2 separate regions of the Rattus norvegicus genome follow, and region 2 is linked to region 1. The links are chromatin contacts, called in public Hi-C maps. All regions are on one chromosome and are shown on one strand. The core of a region is the stretch at or near the end of the contact, and the rest is flanking DNA. Distances in the headings are between cores, read along the strand shown. Region 1 overlaps Ralgps1 (Ral GEF with PH domain and SH3 binding motif 1). Region 2 overlaps Zbtb34 (zinc finger and BTB domain containing 34).

Region 1 (3,181 bases), core at 156-2,655:
AACCCTGTCTCCAAACAAACAAACAAACAAACAAACAAACCAGACGCTAAGCTCTTTAGATAAGCAGCTGTTGTGTGGGTATCTGAAGGGTGAATGAGTGAGGAATGAACTGGTGAAGAAAGTGGACTAATGTGACTCCATAAAATAGAAGGCTGTTGCTTCAGAGGTCCCTTCCATCATATGATACTGGAGTACTTCAGAGCGCTGTGTCTCGGTGGCAGTTATCGAGCAGGGTAGGAGTGATTCACTGAAGGCAGTAGAAGCTCAGAGAGGTCCATTATCCGGGCTGAGGCTATGAGAGAGTTGGGGTTCTTTTGTCTCTGTAGGTGCCTTTTGACCCCTAGACACCTTAGAGTGAGGTCGGACACTCGACTTGTGGAGTCTTGGGCGAGCTGAGGCAATAGAGCTGCATGGACAGAGGTACCTATTCCGGGTTTGCTTGACTTGCGGACTTAACTTCCCCTCATTGGATTTGGGGAGTTCAGTTCAACTCAGTGTCTTCGGACCAGTGAAACCTTACTTTGTAGTCAGTACTGAGATAGTGATCATCGGCGTGTGTGCTTGGTGCCTGATGACCAGAGTTAAGATTTGGGTTGTGTGGGAGGTTGATGAGGTGGTTTGCTGGTTGGTATATGGCCTCCTTGCTGACCTTACTTCACTTTCTTATGTGCCTTATCTCTCAGCACCTTTGTACCCAGCACCCATGGCCTCTGTGCTCATCAGGTGGCCTGTCAGTCTGGAGGACCAAGCTTCCTCCCGTCTCAGACGGGGGCAGAGACTTCGTCCAGCTTTCATGCTCAGGTGTCCTGTTTTCTCAGTCTTGTGAGCAAATCCGTGTGACTATAGCAATCTTGCAACAGCTGCCAGGAGGTCATACATGACTGCTAATAAAGCATGTCAGTGGTTAAGGGTTTATGTCAGATGACAGACTCTGAAACTGAGTCGTCATTGTGACTACAGGGAGCAGGGCTAAGCCCTGACCGGGTGTGAGGCTCTGCCGTCTAGCCTGGTGACAGTGGCTACAGTGTTTCTGGTCTCCAGTTCCATCTTGGTTCTGGGCTGTTGTAAGGAGGGAACCTCTTGGTCTTGGGAGAGCCTTGAACCCGATTTACCAGCATGCCCAGTGATGCTCCTCAGATGGGGAGGAACAGCTTGTAGTTTGGAAAAACAAATCACCCAATGTGGAGCCAGAATCTACCTTGAGGGGTTTCCTGGTGTCTATGCATCCTTCTGAGTCAGGAAGCTCAAGATTGGATGCCTGTCGAGATGAGCTGGAGGGGTCAGACTATACCTGCAGCTGAAGGCAGAGGGCAGCCTTGCCACTCCATTTTCCCTGTCCTGCCAGACCTGTCTGTCCATCTGTCTTGGCCTGTCCTTGTTGGACTAGTGAGTGCCAGCACTATGCTGCCTGTGGTGCAGTGAAAACAGTCCTGCTCTGTCTTGTACAAACATTAAATGCTTGAGCATGAAGCAGTAACAAATCAGCATGTAAAATATTAACTACAGCCCAGTGTGGTGACACATGTCTATCATCCAACACTTAAGAGCTGCAAGCAGGGGGATGTCTGTGTGGCTAATGTTGAGAACAAGGGAGAGATGAATGGTAGTCCCAGGAAATGGTACTGCTTGGACTGAGCTAGCAACCTCTGCCATGTTATGTCCTAGCTGTGGAACTTGGTTTCTGGACTTTCCAGCTGTCTGCTGAGCATTGATTTTTGAGCTGTTGTTTCTCTGGCTTCAGGAGAGCAGCTAGCCTTCTTTCTGCTTCTTGGAAGACTGGCTGCCCCCTTCTTCTTGAGGGTATTCGAGGACACCTTGAGCTCATTACTGGTTTTTAATCATGATGTGCTAATCTATGAAGCATGTAACTGAGCTTTACACTGTGTCACTGCCCTGGGGACCCTGTGGTCTTGATAGTCAGGAGACATTAAATGAGGACAGAACAGTGTTGGGGGAGGCCACACAGTAGAGACGGAAGCTCATAGGACCACATAAAACTTTAAGTCTTAGAGAAAGGTTTCAGCTTTCTGGGTGCAGGAAGTGGATAGGAGGTGCATTTGGGCAGCCACACAGAAGTCTGGGAGCTGGTATGTTGGTCAGGCCAGTGTGTGTATTTAGTGTGTCATTGGATGAGACACTGGGAGGCGGAGTTGGGTGGAAGGGGGCTTGAGAGTGCCCAGTGGATAGTGAGTCCCTGTCCTGAGATGGATGGAGGCTGGTTGAAGCCCTGTCACTGCTGACCCTGCTGTAGTGTACAGATCCTGGCCGTGGGTGGCTGTTTTATGAAACTGAGGTAGTAGACACTTGCACAGTGCCGTGGTGAGGAAGGAAGCTAATGTCTGTCTTTTGCTCTGTTGGCAGGAGATGGTGGTGGGTGGGTTGAGTAACTGAGAAAATGGAATTTGAAAGGAATAGTAGGTGGGGAGGAAGAAGGTAGTGAACTGGGGTTTGGCCATTTTGAGTCTGGCTAGCCTTTCTGTAGTGAAAGCACCCTCATTTGTACAGAAGATTCCTGTTCCTTTTAGTGTGTTTGATTGTTTGATATGTGTAAAAACTGTGCTAGACTTTGTTGATGGGGCATGAATGGCTTACATTGGCTATCTTTGTAGATACTTTGGGATACAGTCCACCATGACAGGGAAACCGTGATGGTGGGAATGGGAGGCTGTGGTCATGGTATGGAGCAGAGAGGTGAAAGCTGGTTCATGTTTATTCAGCCCCAGACTCCAGGCCATAGGATGGTGCTGCCACTTTCCTCCTTAGTTAAACTCATCTGCAGATGCCCTCAGAGACTTCTGAGTGTGGTTCTAAATCCAGGGGAGTGGGTGTCGAGGCTAAGTGACAAATGGCTGGAGCTACTGTAAGCCATTTTCTCATTTAGCTGTTACTCTGGGTCGGTGTCTTAGGGTTTTACTGCTGTGAAGAGACACCATGACCACAGCAACTCTTACAAAAGAAAACATTTAATTAGGGCTGGCTCACTAATTATGGCTAAGTCAGAGGTTTAGTCTATTATCGTCATGGCAGGAAGCATGGTGACATGCAAGCACACTTGGTGTTGGGGGAGCTGAGAGTGCTACATCTGGATCCATGGGCAGCAGGAAGAGACTGAGCCACTAGATCTGGCTTCAAAGATCTCTCTAAGGAGGCACTTCCTCCAACAAAGCCACACCTACTCTAA
Region 2 (3,179 bases), core at 382-2,881, 42 kb before region 1:
GTTACCATTGTTCTTAGATTCTATAATGGTTTCCTGTGAAGCCTCCACTGAAAGGGACTCAAATATGCAACATCTAAACTATTTTCCAAGGGCTCATGCCCCTTGAATGGTGCTTCTAGCCTGGTCAGGGTTATTTATTAAATTTTATATATGAAAGTACTGGGGAATTATGTAAACTCTTTATACGAGACTATCTAGTTCTTACATCATAGATTTCATATACTCAGTGCAGCTGAACTGAACGTTCAGAGAAGTCATTCACTTTGTTCCAGATTTGTAATGGTCGTCACACACATCGTCTTCAGTAAGTGCCAGAGTTCCCACTGTTCCTGCCAGGGCTTGCTAACTCCAGGTGCCCCCCTGGGTCTGGCACAGACAGGGCTATTGCTGCTCCTGCTTAGCTCCTGGAGCAAGCTTTGCTCACTGCCCTGAGTGGCAGATTGAGCATACAAATCTCTCACTGCCCTTCAGTGACAAGCATGCTGTGAATGCGGCCTCAGGACTTGGAGAACAAGCTCCAGGCTGCTGCCCTGACTAGAGCAAGAGGTAAACTCACCTGCCTCCCCTGAGAACGACCATTTTCCTAATGTGAAACCACCTCTTACCACTTTAGCAGTAGGGCTAACAGTCTTCTGTTACAAATGGCTGAGCAATGTGAATGACTTCACATGGTGTCATTATCTTGCAATATAAACTGGTAACCTCAACGCCACACTTCATCACCACGTGAAGTAAATGAAGCTAGCTAAGCGGATGCTGTATCAACTAGTAACTTGCCATTAAGGTTATTTTATAGCATGAATTGAAGACTATTTATTCAAATGATATTTTACTCATATTCATTTTGCTTTAGGTTTGTGACATGAATATTTCAGTGCTGCTTCATTTCGTTCTGAATTCTTGTTTCTTGCTTGTAAATGGCTTTTTTATGGTAATAAATTCAATGGAGATTGCTGTTTGTAAATAAAAATGCTGCTAGAGCAACCTTGCTGTGGTCTCTGTCTTCCCACCCCACCCATGTCCTCCAGGAGCACCCCTGCCTCAGACAGACCCCACCCATGTCCTCCAGGAGCACCCCTGCCTCAGACAGACCCCACCCATGTCCTCCAGGAGCACCCCTGCCTCTGACAGACCCCACCCATGTCCTCCAGGAGCACCCCTGCCTCTGACAGGCATCTGTTTCTCTAGCCACTGGTTCTCTGAAAGGCTAGATGTCTCCTAGGAAGACTGAAGTACTGTGGTGCTCTGAACCTTTCCTGTGTGGCCAAGAGGGGTATCCTCAACATGCACCATGCTGAGTGCACAGCCACCTCGGGGTGTCCTGCCCAGTCCTTACAGTGGGGTGGGTGCTCTATCTGTGCCTAGCCAGTTGGCAATGACCAGAACTATTTTTTCGTCCTCCTACACTTTTTTTCTCTTTGTCTTCCTCCTACTCTTCCTTCTCTTCCTCCGTGCTCCCACTCACCCCCATCTCAGAAGCCTTTCTTCCTTGCAGCAGCCCTGCAAGGGTTAGACCCTTCACAATAGACTTACTGGGTGCTTCCGCTTCCTGTCTACTGCACAGCCACTAGAGGGACTGTTTATAGTCAACTTGTCTCCACCCACTCAGCCTCAGCTGAATGCACAAATCCTGAACTCTGGACCTTATGTTCTTAGCACAGACCCTGTACCACAGGGCGGTAGGGCTGGCGTGCAAGCATGGGCCAGCATGGCTTCCCACGAGTCTATAAGTCAATGGTTTCTTGCTTGTGTGTTCAAGTTGCTGGAGTTCTCTCCCATTTGAGCAGGGCTCCTTTACAGTCAGGTGACATTGAGTTGGTATATGCTATGGAAGGCCTATTTGAGAACCAGCTTCCCTTCTAAGTGGAGCCTGCCTGCATTAGCTTATGTGAATAGAGGCCTGGCTTTGAGTCTTACCTTTGCCTGACCATGGATTTGAGTCCCACAACTTCCTTTTGCACTTCCTTTCCACTTTAGGGTTTTACTTTTTGGGACAAGGTCACACATACATAGTCCAGGATGGACTTAAACTTGTTATATAGTCAAGGATGCCCCTCCTGCTCTTCTAGATTGCTGGGATTAGAAGCGTGCACCCTGTCTTTTCCATGCTGGGGCTTCCTAGGGAAGCATTCTGCCAACTCATCCACATCCCTAGCCTCCCTTCAGACTTTTAGCCAGTACAACTATGGGACCCACTTTTGACAAGTCTTGGTAGAACCTGGAGGATTGCCGCCTTGGCAATCAAGTTACTGCCAATGACTGTCATTTTAACTAGTCACTTCCAGATGTGTTCCACCACATATCTGGGTCCCTGGAGCTGGCTTCAGAGGATTTCCTAAGTGATTTTTCCCCCTCTGCTCAACCCCTTCACTTTCTTCCCTCAGTTTTCTAAGTATTACTGTGAGTATCAAAAGATGGCTGTTGCCTTGACATGGAGACATCCAGGCTCTGGGGCTAGATTCCATTATGGCAGTTCCTTGAGGCCTCACTAAGTTTCTTGAGAGTGTCCTTGCTTTGATCGATGATTCTTCTCCAGGGTGCTCTGGCTTCCATTCCCCAGGGTGCCAGGCCTCTGGTGCTGTTCAGATAGGGACAGGACTTCCTGTCTTGCTTTTGCCCATCTGTGGATATGGGAGACAAGCTGAGCCAACTGCTCGTCTCAGCTTTCTTGTTGCCCTTTAATCACAATATCTCCAAAACTCTCTCCTCTACTTTGACTCCTTCACATGTTAGAGGCAAGCATCACAGCACTAACTGAGCTAACCCACTCAGCCCTTCTTGCCTACTCTGCTGTGGCTAGGCGGGTGGTGAAATGGGGGGGGGGGGTGCTACCAGGTTACGATAACAACCACTGACTGCCTTCTTCCCTCTTCTGCAGTGCCCCTGCTCCCCTTCCCTGGCCCCCCTGAATAGGCCTCTTGCCACCAGGCTCTGTTGAAAGGCTCCACTTCCTGTGGCATTTTGCTCATAAACACACAGTTTTAGAAACTCTTAATGTGTGAAAGTGTGTATGATGTGGGAGTGGGCACACCGCAGCACTTGTAAAAGTCAGAAGACAACTTTTGGTTCTCTGTCCTCTGTACTGCCTTCATAGGGGTTCCAGTGACAGAACGAAGTTCATCAGGCTTGTACCAGTGCTACACTCTTAAGACATCTCAGCCCCCTGCTCCCCATCTTTT

What was found. A called contact is a pair of places that touch in the nucleus more often than the background predicts.
Region 2: a Hi-C map of kidney shows a contact between it and region 1, with 2.9 times the contacts expected there. The contact joins two enhancer-like sites. A contact is called at or near these places in 3 of 12 Hi-C or Micro-C datasets (the A7r5 cell line, the Rat2 cell line and kidney).

What each region holds. Positions count from the first base shown.
Region 1 is chr3:37,056,710-37,059,890 of GRCr8, reverse strand. The region is part of intron 1 of Ralgps1 (Ral GEF with PH domain and SH3 binding motif 1); the gene reads left to right. Among named protein-coding and RNA genes, the nearest start is that of Ralgps1, 9.4 kb to the left of the region's middle. Within about 2 kb of position 1,405, at least 19 of the 93 cell types and tissues checked have an H3K27ac peak or open chromatin away from gene starts, as enhancers often do. A contact at or near this core is called in kidney, where this site is marked.
Region 2 is chr3:37,098,838-37,102,016 of GRCr8, reverse strand. It overlaps Zbtb34 (zinc finger and BTB domain containing 34), which reads left to right. Exons shown (of 3, transcript NM_001399597.1): 3 at 1-984. Among named protein-coding and RNA genes, the nearest start is that of Zbtb34, 23 kb to the left of the region's middle. Within about 2 kb of position 1,631, at least 7 of the 93 cell types and tissues checked have an H3K27ac peak or open chromatin away from gene starts, as enhancers often do. A contact at or near this core is called in kidney, where this site is marked.